3 separate regions of the Mus musculus genome follow, and all the other regions are linked to region 2. A link is a contact called in public promoter capture Hi-C data. All regions are on one chromosome and are shown on one strand. The core of a region is the stretch at or near the end of the contact, and the rest is flanking DNA. Distances in the headings are between cores, read along the strand shown. Region 1 holds the start of Zfp661 (zinc finger protein 661). Region 2 overlaps Anapc1 (anaphase promoting complex subunit 1). Region 3 holds the start of Kcnip3 (Kv channel interacting protein 3, calsenilin).

The links. Promoter capture Hi-C pulls out the DNA fragments that hold promoters and counts their contacts.
Region 1: a contact with region 2 is called in a promoter capture Hi-C map of liver, with 2.2 times the contacts expected there. The contact joins the promoter of Zfp661 here to the enhancer-like site in region 2. A contact is called at or near these places in 8 of 39 promoter capture datasets (the 3T3-L1 cell line, 3T3-L1-derived adipocytes, the C10 cell line and 3 more), 7 of 115 datasets of contacts at active chromatin or transcription factors (the 230-238 cell line, astrocytes, embryonic stem cells and 3 more) and 1 of 9 other capture datasets (macrophages).
Region 3: a contact with region 2 is called in a promoter capture Hi-C map of liver, with 2.1 times the contacts expected there. The contact joins the promoter of Kcnip3 here to the enhancer-like site in region 2. A contact is called at or near these places in 8 of 39 promoter capture datasets (the 3T3-L1 cell line, cranial neural crest, frontonasal cranial neural crest and 5 more).

The regions. Positions count from the first base shown.
Region 1 is chr2:127,582,607-127,587,177 of GRCm38.p6, forward strand. It overlaps Zfp661 (zinc finger protein 661), which reads right to left and starts at 2,071. Exons shown (of 5, transcript NM_001111029.1): 1 at 2,024-2,071.
Region 2 is chr2:128,610,061-128,615,086 of GRCm38.p6, forward strand. It overlaps Anapc1 (anaphase promoting complex subunit 1), which reads right to left. Exons shown (of 48, transcript NM_008569.2): 48 at 23-3,003. The coding sequence ends at 2,888. Among named protein-coding and RNA genes, the nearest start is that of Gm39929, 7.2 kb to the left of the region's middle. Within about 2 kb of position 2,396, at least 14 of the 459 cell types and tissues checked have an H3K27ac peak or open chromatin away from gene starts, as enhancers often do. A contact at or near this core is called in hepatocytes and liver, where this site is marked.
Region 3 is chr2:127,518,049-127,522,861 of GRCm38.p6, forward strand. Kcnip3 (Kv channel interacting protein 3, calsenilin) reads right to left here and starts at 3,344. Exons shown (of 9, transcript NM_019789.4): 1 at 3,190-3,344. The coding sequence starts at 3,204. The region is part of intron 2 of Gm35478 (a long non-coding RNA gene); the gene reads left to right.

The sequences.
Region 1 (4,571 bases), core at 821-3,320, 1.0 Mb before region 2:
AGCTCACCGGTGCTTCCCGAGGAGAGAAGTGAGCTCCGGTTGCAGCTTTACTTATTCTTGGATTTCCAGAAGACTCTTACCCTCTTCAACCTCCCTTTGCTTAAGTTAGCTAACTGGATCTCACTCTCTCACAATGAAGAGTCTAACTAAAGACTGATGGGGTGTGGCGGTGTGTGCTTGCAATCTCAGCACTGCCTTAGCCCAGGCCGGAAGAGGTCAAGGGAGAAATGCAGCAGCTTTCTCTGCACATCTGGGACCTACAGTTTTGATGTGTGTGTGTGTGTGTGTGTGTGTGTGTGTGTGTGTGCTCGAAACTTCACAGGCTGGGAGGACCTGGAGTCTTGAATAGATAGAGGCAGATCGTTATCACATCAAGAACTACTACTGAAATTAGATAGGAGAAAGTCACTTGTGAGCAACACCGTAGAGAACATGAAACCGGAGAAACCAGCAGAGGTCAGAGTACATCAAAAGGTGCTTTGGGCAAGGGGTGATTTCAGCATAGCTGTGTCCTCATTAGTTAAGTTCTTTAGGAAGATCACTGGGACAAGTAGCAAGAGCCTTCAAACACAGACATTCTTAGGTTGGCCAATTCTCTTCGAGAATTTATTTAAGAAGTATAAGAGAATAGTTACAACGGCTTTAATTAACCATCACTAACACGTTATCTTTATTGAAAGTTATCTGCCAGCCAGCTTCCTAAGCACATTACACATATCCTATTTAATCTTTAGGTAATGCAACCAAAATCTGGACTCTCCTAAGCATCTATGACAGACAACTTGATTAAATAATCTATTGTCCAGCGGCTAGACACACTTGGAGCACTACGGAACTCCACCATAACTAGCGTTGAGTGCTTGCTCTCATGAGGCACTATGCTGAGTGCTTTCTATAAAGATAATTTAGTTCCATCGTCATACATCAATAAGAGAGGCACTATTTCACAGCAATTAAGAGAGTCAGGCTTTGTAAAAGGCTGAGGTGGAACTGGGAAAAGTCTGCCTGGAAGCTTTTAATTCTGTTATAATTTACTTTCATTGAAAGATAGCCATAAAGTTAAGCAGATCTTTACCTGCAACACATCCCAGCATCCCGGGAAGCTTGATTCGCGTGACTGAAATTTCACGGAAAACAGAACTATGGTGATATACACCCGTAATGCTAGCACTTGGAAGGCTAAGGCTTAACACAACGCCAGGTTAAGCTACAAAATAAGATCGTATCTCAAATGTAAAAAGAACACTAGGGAAAAGATCACTAGTAAATTGCCAACAACTTCAATGGAGTAACAGACAACTGGCCATCCCACGGACTTCTAGACATCTGACACTTACTGGTGGTTGGAACGAAGTTGTGCTAGTTCGATTTAACGGTGGTCAGAATGTCAACCTCTAGAATTGTTTCTCAAAATTTTGTTTATGTTGACCTCATTTGAGACGCACAAAATATCGTGCTTGGTGGGTCTTACTCTGATACTGTGGGTCTTGTCTGGCCGCAGTATAGTCCCTTCACCCTTATTTCCCACTATTCCTTAACAGTGCACTCCAGTCAATATCATCTTAAAATTGCCTAAAGCCATTTGCGATTTCCTTTGGGGTTTTCTTCACCTCAAATCCGGTATCGTCCAGGAACACCCTATGCTCACACCAGGACATTCCGGTGCAGGCTCAGGGCGAGAAGCTGAAGCAAAGGGAGACGTTTTCTAGGGGACTTGGGAGAGAATGGAGTGGATGCTCCCAGATTTAGCGTCGGTACCATCCACATCCACGTAGCACCCATCATGGAAAGAAGGAACGAAAGGAAGACCGGGATCTCCAACTTGAAAGTACAGGATTCTGACACACAGTGGACATACCCTACGAGGACACTGTCCCCACGGAACCGACACACACCAGAAGGGAAGACTCTCTGTCCACACAGGCCACGCCCACTAACCCTCCCCCAAGTGCCCAGTGTCCCCGTGTCTCCTCCGCCACCGCGTCCACTCGGCTTCTTGAACACCTAGACCCGCAACCCTCACCTTTGGCAAGAGTACTGGGAACCTGCGAACACTCACCGCCTCGTGTCGGGAAGGCAGTGCGCCTGCGCGAAGATCTTCGGCCTCTGAGCTCCAATCATAGTGTTGCCTTTGCATGAACTACACTTCCCAGAAGCATCAATAGCCGGCGCGCCGTGAGATGACGGGTAAAATCCTGCACAAGGTTGCACTCCAGGTCTGTGGTGCTGAAACGGATAGGACCAGGCTCTGACCCTAAACAGCACAAGTTCGATTTCTAGTTCGTTTCCGGTTTGCCAGTGTACCTATTTTTTCTGAAAGCCAGGGTTCCCGTTCTTTCAGTAGACTATCCCAGATGCATGAGCCCAGAAACATACCTGTCGCAGTCTTCCATCAAGAATTCGTGGTGTAGGTTTAATCCCAGATTTGGTAGCATGTCGGAGAATTTACACCCAACTCTGTAGCTGTAATCCTGAATGAGGGTGACCTTCTACCTACTGCTTCAGAGGATACCAGCCAAACAACAGACTTTAAACGTTGTAGCTCAGTCCATTCCCCACCCCACCCCCCTCTCTCTGTGTCCTGAACTCACTATGTAAACCAGGATGGCTTCAAACTTGGAGATCCACCTGTCTCTGCCTCCAAAGACCTGGGCTTTAAGGTGTGCATCACCCCACCTGGCCTCTTTGTATCTCAAAAGCTCAAAAAGGCTACAAAACTTCAAAAAGGAAGCAAAACTTCTAGGGAAAATTCTCAATTTGTGAGGCAAAAAAAAAAAAAAAAAAAAAAAAAAAAAAGGCAACCTTCATTTGGTACTATGAGATCTGGATTTGCCCCCTCTCTGAACCAAAAGACAGGTTTTGGCTTTTCTGGAATTAACTGGATACTGCAGAATATGAATTACAATATTTAAAGAAATAGCCAGGCCAGTCATGAGAAATTAAATGAGGGTCCCAAGCCCATACCATTTGTAATTGAGGGATTAAGGAACACTCTTTTGATAGGCTTAAGAAAGCTCCAGCACTGGGACTTCCAAAGGGATGGGCTGTTTCAACTATACATTACCAAAAAGCAGGGCTGATACCCATTCTCATCTGGCCATTGGGTGGTCACAAATGGTCATACCATACCTGTCTGAACAACTGGATCCTGAAACCCAAGATGACCCCAGTATCTCCAGGGACTGACAATGACTCTTTGATCTCCCATTACTATCTGTACACCCTTCCTAAAACCTTGATCTCTTTGGCTATCAATTAAACCTCTCCAATATCAGTTTTTCTTAAATAGAACCTAGAATTGGTAAAGAAGTAAATTTTTCTACTGAGTAAATACCTACCTTCTGGATGTTACATGTTCATGCTGCTTTCTGGAAGGAAAGTGATTTGCTGAACTCCAAGAGCAGTCCCATCAAATATTGACCACAGGTTTTGTCTCTCGTGCATGGCATCCAGAAACTCTCCAGTGTTGCTATGTCGGCTACAGGGGGCACTAAATGGGTGGCTTGTCAGTAGAGGGAATAAATCATATCACTAGGCTGCCAAGGTCTCAGCACTGCTGTCTAATTTTTGTTGATCCCTTTCGCCTCTGTCAGTCTCATGGATCTCTTGTAAGCCTCGGTCTGCCCCTAAGGCAGTGAAAAGGGCAGCTGTGAAAGGGTTCTTCTGCAATTCTGAAGGATGGCTGCATACAGAAATCCTCAACTATGTTCCCAGAGAGCTTGTAAAAGAGCCCTGTGATACTTTGGTTGGACAAGGTCAGGAGAAACATACAATCACCTCTTCTCAGGAAAATGATTCTTCCAGTCTGCTCCTGAGTTTCTTGGGGGCTGCATGGTATGTGCTCAGACATGGTCACGAACCTGTGACAGATTTGGAGGACATAGTTTACCAAGTCTTGCCACGTCTTCAGCTGCCTATAGGTCTTCATGGATATCCTTACTGAATGAACTAAAGCCTCCCCAGCCTGTGCTGCAAAGACTTACAAAGTAGCCAAGGCACTCTCACAAGCAATTCTGAACTTGCTCAGAGACTGCAGGTGTTTCGAATCATGACCAAGACATTAGGTAGCAAATGTGGCTTGCCCAACAACCACTGCCCTCAGGAAAGGTAGAAGCCTTAAATGATAATCCCAAGAAGCTAATGAAGAAAGCCCCTGTGTTACTTTCTATTGCCGTGACAAAACACCATGACCAGGGCAACACAGAAACAGTTTATTGCAGGCTTAAAGTTTCAGGGGAGGAGTCCAGAACCATCATATGTGACTCATTTGGGCAAGCATGGATAGTGTAAAGCCATGAGCAGGTGGGGTAAAACCCGTGGCCTCGGGCTGGAACATGACTGTGTGTGAACAACCTGTACCATGAATACACAACAAAGGCAACATATGTTTAATAAACTTTGGGCCTTTACGGACTTCCCACACTTTGTCTCATTCACCCCCGGGCTCCTTCCCGATGTTCCCAGACTCTTTCCCGGTTCCGCAGAACTGACTTTGCCAGGTCAAGCCTGCTACTGGTGAGATGTGATCCATTAGGCTACTATCAGAGAAAAGAGCCCAGAGCTAGCCCCGC
Region 2 (5,026 bases), core at 1,146-3,645:
GAATCACTGGCATACCAAAGTAATGACATTGCTAAAGTCCAACTTTAGCAATATAATGAGTTTATTGGGGTCACTTGTAGGAATAGGGGTTTGTGTTGTTCCAGGAGCAGGAACGACTCAAAAAGCAGCTCTATCACCAAAGCCCACATCATCATGGGTAACAACTCTACACAACTTGCAGGCTGCTTGACTAGTCAGGGAATCTCCTCTCCCAGGCAGCCAGGCCTTCTCTGGGGAGCTCTGCTGGTAAGTCAATCTGTCCCATTCTGTCCTGTTCCCATACAGTTCCATTTCTACAACCTTGGGAAAGCACTTTGTGACTCTTAAGCTTCAGCTTCCTAAGACACGTGATGCTTATTTAGTGTCTTGGGGCTCCCCTCCCCTTCTTCCTGGAAGGATGTTTCAAGCAGAAGAAAATTACCATGTAACACTAGCTGCTGGCTTCTGTCCTTGTTTTAGGTACCCACCCTCCACCTATGAGGTGACCATGACACCATGACCCAACATGTCTTGAGTTCTTAAAACACGTGGTCTGCAGCCTCACAAGGCAGAGACTTGAGACATCATTAGCTACAGAGAAAAGCTAGCAGCTCAGCTAAACATTGGAGTATAAAAGAACAGGAATTAAGATCTGGCAGGTGCTTATAAATCTTACTAAATTTATTATGAAGTTCCTGTTTTAAAATTCTGATATGTTTCAAGAAAAAAAAAAGTCTTAAAAGTACACTCCAAAATATTCTAAAGGAAAAAGATTGCAGTATTAAAAGTTTACCAAAGAAGTGTTTTTAGCTAAAAAGACAAAAGCTTAAACAAGATGCTCTATATAATGTGACCAATAGTGATGACTAAGTCAATGGGAGAAACATCAAGAAAACACACAAAAGCCCATGTGATTGCAAAGGTGCTTGGCTGCTTTCAACATGTTCAGAAGCTCTGCCAACGCTAAGACCTTCCAGTTCACATTGAGTTGTTTCTGATTCTCTTGGACTCAGAATCCATGCAGGCAGCAGCAGACCAGAGCAGGGTTGGGTGTAGCAGATAGGGTAGAGTCCAGAATGTTGAGAACTATGATGGAGTAGTGTAGATGAAGTTTGGCATCTGAGCTCAGTTTTCCTTCACTCCCACGTTAGACCAAGAGAGAGAAGGACAGACGTCAGTACCCTTTGGGGAAAGAATCTGAGCACACCGCTCCATTGTCTGTCTGCTGGACAGTACCTACACTCAAAGCAGCTGCCCCTTGTGTCTCCATTCCACATGTATCAGAGGTGAAGCAACGTCCTGGGCAATCAGCCTTCCCTTGTAGTCACAAGTGCCACTTTTGATACTAGAACACTTCAGGTGTTTCTCGGGCTCTTCCCTTGACGTGGTTCCCAGGAGGCTGGCTGCTGTGCATGGTAAGACTGGTTCCCACAGCATGGTTTGGAGACTAGTAAATAGTTTATCTGAAGATCCTAACATGGTTGACTCAAGAGCACTAGAATCTCTTCTTGGTGTCCGTCCAGCGGACAAAAAGGCCCATCAATGCTGTTTCCACTGAATTCAGTCCTCTCTTTCAAGTCCTCCCATGGCAGCCATTAACAATTGAGAGTGAAAAATAACTTGGACAGTGGGTTCAATATTGATACAAATTGAATGTTCATCACCAACTGCCATTTAATTGCAATCCCTAATCTAAAAGTGAAGGAAAGCACATTTTGCCCTCAAGGTCAGCCACAAATTACCTTGCTGCAGGCAGGCAGGCAGGCAGATGGACATTACCAAATCCCAACGCAGCAATTTCTATTGGCTTTTTCAGAAACAAGCGGGAAGTTAACGAGTAGGCATTCTGCAGTTCCTACTTGTTTACAGTCACACTGGTCTGAGAGAAAGCTGTGAGCACAGGTTGAAATGGAGTGAAAGGAGTGTTGTTCCTGTTACATGGGGCATCATGAGCTGTCCTGAAACTCAGAATGCAAAAGCACTTTCCAGACCTTTAGTTCAGATAGACTGATTTCCGTATTTCTTAACACTCCTCTGTGGCGGTAATTCTGTATTTTCAGTATTTTGAGCAGGTGTCATGCACAGCCTGCACAGGCTGCAAACACCAAGTACCACAGACAAGCATCAGGAGTTTATCGCTTAATACTTCTAGGTGCTAAAGCTCAAGACTGTCTGACTGGTTCCTCACAAGGGAATCTTCTTAGTTTGTGAGCAGTTGTGCTATGAGTTCTCACATGGTACAGAGAGAAAATCATCTCTTTTTCCTCTTCTGAGCAGGACATCGATTCTACCAAATAGACTCCCCCTTAGAGTGCCCTTTAACCTCGATTACCTCCAAAGAGCTGCAGCCTACACAGCTGCACCAAGGTCAGGGCTTGGGCACAGTCCAGTACTCCATGCTGAGCAATTCTTCATTCAGTAGAAAACTGCTGGCAGTAACGCTGTCTGTCATCCATCCACCACGGGAAGCACAGACTCATTGTAGAGAAGATAACTGTTACGTAACAGACAACACACAAACGCTCCCGGAGAGCACAAAGTCCATTTTCACAATGTGGCTTTTTAAGCCTTGCACTTCTGAGTACAGAACCTGAACCACTAAAGTTATAAGGCTTAAAAACTCAGCCTGTCCATCTATTCTCTGAAGTCCAAAGCAATCAATAGTTTTGAAAACAAACCAAAAATCTTTATTTACAAAATGTGAGTTTTAACTGATGTTTTATACATCATATGACACGTGGACAGCACCAGCGTTATCTGTCTTATTTTCAACATGAATTTTAAGCACAGTGAGGCGTATGCAACTGAGTTCCATTGGTTACAAAACAGAAATGCTGCCTTCACTTTGCTGCCATCAGGATTCTGTGCCGCAGTCATTTCTAGGGTGGGTTTCCCTCGGCAGAGGTGGTCACATGACCATCGGCTGTGGGTTCCCAAGCAGCACAGGAGCCAGTCTTAGCAAAGCCCGGACGGGCATCTTCAGGTGTCGGAACCTGTAGAGGAGTTCAGCAAAGCTTGTGCTCCCTAAAGAGACAGAGATGCAGAAGGTGACATCACTACACAGCCGCAGCCACACAGCCCTCCCAAGCTCTGCACACCACACCTGAGCCAGAAAGCCTTCCTTCTACACAAAAGCACCCCAGTGGCAAACCTTGAATTTTTAATTTCCTAAAACAATTAAAGAATTTAAATGTATCCATTCTGTACTTTAGAAATTAACCACTGTGAAAACTTATCTGTGTACATTAAATTCAATTAACTTCAATTACTATAAGTGATTTTGAAAACTGATTTTAATACTTGATTTTTGATCTGTGAGTTCAATCTTTTACAAACAAACAACCTCAACAGACTAAAGACTGAGAGTTAATCTACTGTCTCTTGTTCTTGGTCCCACAGTTTACAAATACTCACTGGAGTGAGGCCTGGATATCTGGGATTTTAGACAATACCCAAGCGATTGTCTACCGAGATCTAGACCCACAGGCACATCGCCAAAGAGTCTCTCAAGCTTCCTCCTCCTTTCCTCCCCACCCCACAGTCCCAGCAGCACGGGTTATACACCTTCCTGTTTCTCTGCACGTGGGCTGCTGCTTTTGTTTTACTTTTTCTTTTTCTCATTCTGCAGTGTTTACTTTCTTATTTGATTAAGAACAGGGTGGGGAGCAAAGAAAGAAAATAGAGGGGGTAAAAGGTAGATAAGAATCTTGCCCCACCAGAAGCCAGGGAGAGACAGCTATTTGGTTTGCAGCAAAGTACGAATGGCAAAGTGTGAACAAGTAGGGATGCAGGAGCACCGTGAGGCAGCACAAATCTAAGCAGCTTAGGCCAGGGGCTGCACTAGCATGGCAGCGTGTGGGCCTGGAGACAGTAGCTGCTGTTACTGTTGTTTATTGTTGTTATTTTTTCCTGAGACAGGGTCCTGTGTGGGCCAAGACCAGCTCCCACCTCACTCTGTAGCCAGAGATGGCCTTGAACTTCTTCCCCTCCAAGGAATTTGATTTCCAAATGCTTAAATTATAGGTGTGGACTACTATGCCCTGGGGAGTGGGTGGGGCTGTTTTTATTGTATGCCACATATTGAATTTCACCTACTTTTCATTGCTGGGTACTTCCATGTTCTTTAGCTACTGGGCTTAGATCTGGGTAGAGTTAGATTTCAACAAAACATGCCTGCAGTTACGATCATAGATCACAACTTATGTTGATCCTTTGAGATTTATAAGATGTGACCACAACATGGTATAGTCCAGAGGTAATTTACTTCCTATGACTGAGGCCATACCCTCCTAAATTCTACTAGGAATTCTTCTAAGAAGCGGTGGGATAGGCACTAGTAAACAACTGGCAAGTTATCTTCTAGTACACTTGTAAGCTTCCCTCCAGGGAATTCCTTTATATGCAACCTTTTGGCCATTAACTTCTAAACCCAGAAACTCCCCTGGTACTTACTGCATAGCCCGCTCCTCTCTGACACATCTTGCAAACTCTGGCTTCCTTGGTCTCTCTATACCCTCACGTCTCTCCCACAAGTCAAGGAGTCTTCCTGGCAATACATGGGTTCCCTTTCCCTACCATAGTCAAGAAACTCCCAAACAATCCAACCAGAAAAGGTAACAGCAAACCTATAACTGCTATCTTATGCATTTGCCTAACCTTTGTATTTGTTTCCATGGGAAAGGCCACAAAATATAAGCAATTCCTCATGGCCATAACTAAGTACATTTTTTCCTGAGGTTTTCTAAACAAAAATGCCATTAAGCTAAAAGTGATTGCACATTAACAGAACCATCTTCTCATTCTCAAAAATATTTTTTCACTCTCAATTAAAGGGTAGCAATTTAAATGTGACATGAATAAATCAGGTTGCTTTATAGACAAACTTAGTGCCTGATTCCATACTGGACATAGCATCCAATCAATAGCTTTGAAGTTTTAGGGATCAGAGACTGTGATTACATAAACCTTTTAAAAACTAAGAAATCTTACAAAGTTATAAGAAAAATCAAGTAAGTTCTGTAAATATAGCCCAGTGGTAGAATGTTTG
Region 3 (4,813 bases), core at 2,094-4,593, 1.1 Mb before region 2:
GGACAAGTTTGCCTCAGAGGCATGGGGACAGAGCCCTAGCTAGAACTGAGTTTCCTGAGACCACTGCCCTGAGTGCCTGTCTGGAAAGAGGCCTTTTCCACAAGATCAGGAGAAGACATGTCACCAGGGAAAAGGATTTCATCTTTGTCCCAGAAGTCACCCATAGTCTGGAAGCATGGGAAGGCAGGGGTGATGCCCTCAGCCTAGCCTCTCTGCTCAGCCTCTCTGAGTGTGAGTGGAGCACAAGCCTGACCAAAGGATAGAGTGCTGAGATAGCCCAGAGTGGGAGAGGCCAGGGACAGGCCCCTCTTGGCTGTCCTCCTGCCTGTTAGCTCTCCCTGCTCTGACTCTGGCACTGTCACATGGCTGCTCTGTGGCGTTCTAGGATGTGGGCTGATCACAGCTGACAGATGCACCTGTTCAAGGGAGGGGGAGAACATCAGTCAGCTGGGAGCTGGGGGGAGTCGTGAGTCACCCACGCTGTGCACACATCCTGCCTGGGGCAGGGCTGGTCAAGGCTGATGCTTTCCCCTTTTCCCTCCTTTGCTTTCCCTATGAAAGCCCTCACAGAAGCCATATCAGGGAGCTTGCAACATCCCCTGAGAATCCCAGTGAGGACCAGGGCGCTGAGGGAGCAGAGGGTGCCCCTCACGCCAGCCTGGTTTATCCAAACAGCTTCCACTTTGGGGGAAGATGTGACTAAGAGAAAGGGACTGGACTGAGTTGAGCTGAGTTGGTAGAATGCTTGTCTGGTGTGTGTGAAGCCCAGGGATTAAGCCCCAGCATGAAGTGGGTATGGTGGCAGACACCTGTAATCCCTCCCCTCAGGAGGCAGAGGCAGGGGATCAGAAGTTCAAGGTCATCCTATGGTCCCTAGCAAAGCCTGCTTGGGCTATGAGAAACAGAAAAGGAAGAGAATGGGGGGAGGGGGGGACGACTTCAGGTTCTTTCCTTTTCATGTCTGGATCCACAGCCAAGCAAGGGGAAGTAGGGGCTAATGCAGTCAGGGTCATGACTGGGGCAGAGTCCCTAGTGCCATTGAGTGACAGGCTAAGAAGGCACAAATAGTCTCCAGTCAAACCTCCTTGGCTGCCTGGTTAAAGGCACACCTCTGTCCCCTGGAGTCTGCGCCTATCACTCTCCACCGGACACCCTCACCTAGAGCTTGGTGTCTGTGCTGCAGAAGGCAAGACCGCTCAGATCCAGTCTCAACACTGCATGCAGTTCAGGACCCACCTCTGTTCCTCACCTATAGAGTAAGAACAACACCAAGTCCTGGGTGCGCTGCATGAGGATAACGGTTTAGGAGGGGAGGTCCTGTCTGTGCTCAGTTACCGCTTCTGCAAACAGGGCAAATTAAGGTCAGACTTGCAAGAAGCTGGGGAGGCTCCCAGAGCCAAACTGACCCAGTGTCCACTTTACCACCTCTGAATCTGGATGCTGCTGGCTCTCTCCTCCCAACACAGGGTTTGGCCAGGAGGCCTGGCATTGTGGTCAGTGCCCACTCTGCAGGGCCAAATGAAAGCTACTAAAGGGACGGCTAGGGTATGGTGAGAAGGCAGGGACAGAACTGGGTCAGCTAGTGACTGTGACAAGTGTGGCCATCTCCCAGCCTATGTTAGTTGCTGTCCGTCCTGCTACCTCCATAATCTCCTACTGGTAGGGGACAGTAGGGACTTTATCCAGCTCCACTGTCACTGTGGTGCTGGCTTCCATCTTGGGCCAAGCTACACATGGAAATCCAGGGGGCAGCCATAAGCCTAATGAGTTCCATGAGTGCCCAGGAGCCAATGGTGGGCACAGTGGAGGCCACAATGGCCAATAGAACAGCCAAGTGGACTATGGGACTCTGACCTCACACTCTGCTCATCTGGTAGGGGAGTAGTGGTTAAGGACCCAGGAAGAATTCTGGGAATTAGAGCCACCAGAGATGGGTAAAGGGAAGGGGGCTATGCTATCCCCTGCTGATGGACAGTGCCAGCTGTGTGCAGGTCTATGCACACATGGCTGTAGAACTCCCTGTATCTGTGGACACACAGAGTCACGTTGCTGGGCTCTGTGAGGGAGGGGTACAGTCATAGGGTATCTGTGTGTCCAATGTCTGTAGATGCACACAGCTTCACCTATCATCTGAGTGTGGATGTGAGTCTGGGACAGAGAGCTGTTTATGCTTCTGCTGTGCCAGTCCAGAGCTTTCTAGAGACAGGTGTGACAAGAGAGAAAGTACCTTTCAAGGTACCCTGCCCTTGTGCTCAAAGGGCTTTGTTCCATCTGCAGATCCTTCATGGTATTCTGGGAACTGGACCAGAGGACAGGGATAGTAACCTGGACTCTGGGGCAGAATGGCCTGAAATCAGTCTCCAGCCCTCTCTGGGCTGCTTGCCCTCATTGGGAGTGGGGCAGGAAGACATCTTTTGGGAAGAAAGACTGTAAGATGCCAGCCCAATATCTATTTTTTTTTTTAAATAAGACCTTGATTTCCTTATTTGGGGCATTCAACCGGACCTGGATCTGATCCTTTCTCCCCCTAAGCAAGATTACCCTGGACTTGTGTGCGGCATCCAGGTCAGACTTTCTGAGGGTCGGTGCTAAGCTGGAGCACACCTTTTGTTTTTTTTTTAATTTTTTTTTTGTCTCTCTTCTTCCCCTCACCTGGCTACTATTTCTTGAACTTTGTACCGGGTGCCTCTTTGCCTCCCCTCTCTCTCCATCCCCCAACAGCTCCACAGAGGCAGAGATGTTTGTGATTTTATTAGGGGTCTCATAGTGCTTTAAGAAGAAGGGGGGGTCTTCATTCATTCATTGATGGATTACTTGAAAGCTTTGCCCGTTGGCTTGCCCACACACATAAGACATCCTTTTCCATGCTCCTGTGTCTCACTAAGATCTATGAGGCTAGGGTCAGGGTCAGCTACCCCAGCCCCTGCCCCAAGGACCTAACTGAACAGGACCAGCCATGGAGCTAATTTCAAGCTTCTCTTCTGTCCACAGACACCCAGAGCCTCTTCCATCCAAAGGCCACGGGATTCCAGCCTCCCAGGCAGGAATGCTCTGAACAATTACTTTCCCTTATATGGATTAGCGAGAGTAGGGGCCAAGGACCACTGTGAAAATACTCTCTAGTCAAGACCAACATCAGAGCCCCACCTTCCCCAAGTCCAGGCAAGTCCTCAGCCCCTCAGCGCCTACCTTGGTCCTCTGCATCTCTGCTGCTGAAAGGGACCGTCACTAATCTTCCCGCTTTGCAGCCCGAGCAAGCCAGACTGCTTGGTCCGGCTGGCAGCTGCCTCATGTTTGCTTGGACCCAGACGCAATTGTCACTGGAGGTTTCTCTCCCGCCCCCTGCCCACTCCTTCCACCCTCCCTTCCTTCCGAGTCTTAGCTCCACCTCTCTTCCTCTGCCTCTTCCCTCCCCCTCTTATCTCCCCCCTCCTTCGCCTCCATCCTGACAACCTCCAGTTTCTCTTTTTCCTGTGCTCCTAGTCCTGGCCTCTCAGCCTATCTGGCCCCCAACCCCCCTTGCTTAGTTAGGCTCAGGGTCTGTCCCTGGTTCTCATCTCCCTCTAGTACAGGGTCTGTTCCTACCCTTCCCAGTCACAGGGATAGAAGGGAGGGTACTCCACCACCAGTCCCTGCGCAGGACAGAGAGGAGCCCTTGGGATTACGTCACTAAGGTAACACCTGGGGTCCTAACACCTCTTGTTGCTCTCCCCTATCTGTTAGTCACCTCTGTGCGACCCCTCATAGGCCTTGCTGTATGAAAACCTTCCAAGCTGGAGCGAGCACTTCACACTTTCCCAGTTTCACTGTCCTTTGACTTGAGGTTGGGACCAAATTCAGGCATTCAGAGCAACCACGGGACCTCCCCTAGATCTCCTGGCGTGGGACCTGGGGATGGAGAAGGGATCGAGGGTCCTGACCGTCCTCGGGAAGGCTCCTTCCTGCCCTGTGGGAGACAAGCTCTTGGGCATTTTCTAATGCCCAAGGGAATCCACCAGGAGCCAGGTACGGAGACCAGCGCCAAGTTTCCCTTTTTGGCGCCCGGAGGAGCCTGCCAGTGCCAGTAGTTCCCATGGAAACAGAGCCTGAGCCATCCCCTCTTTCCCAGAAAGCCCAGGAGCACTTGCTTGCCCTTCCTACCCTGTCCCACCCCCTTTTTATTGAGTCAGCCAATTAGCGGCAGCTGCTAGACCCTCCCCGGGCAAAACCCTGGGGCTGTTGATCCCGAGGCAGGAAAGCTGTCCCCAGAGGGGAGGGGACAGTTCTGCCATCTGCACAGCAGGACTTCACTCCGGGCAAGAGACTCTCCCACAGAGGGCTCTCTGGGAAAGAGGACGACAAGGGTCCCAGAGGCTCCGGGGTCAGTGCCAATCTTCCAAACTGACTTGGCATTAGGCAAATTCCCATAAGGCCTTGGAGTGGCATAGTGGGCTTAGAAGAAAAGGGTCATTATCCCAGTCTATGTTAATGATGGCAAAACTCAGGAAAGCTGAGTCTTTACCTATCCAACAAAGCAGTATATCCAGACTGTGTTCACTCAGAGCCAGTTCTGGAGGAACTCTCTACCCACCAGTTACATGTCCACGATTCAGGAATCAAGCCCTGTCCTTACTTGTGGCATTTTTTGAGAGGCAGGGTTGTCTGAGCACTCCACTCCAAGTCAGTGCCTCTTTCTAGAGAGCCACAAGTCTCTGCTTGGCTCCCTTGCTGAGATTCCACTCCTCTGATAGGAGCTCCTTGGGAGTAACAGGCTGTGGCAGAGCCAGCCTAGAACAGAACCCTTCCGTCCTGGGCCTACCAGGGAGCCAGCAAC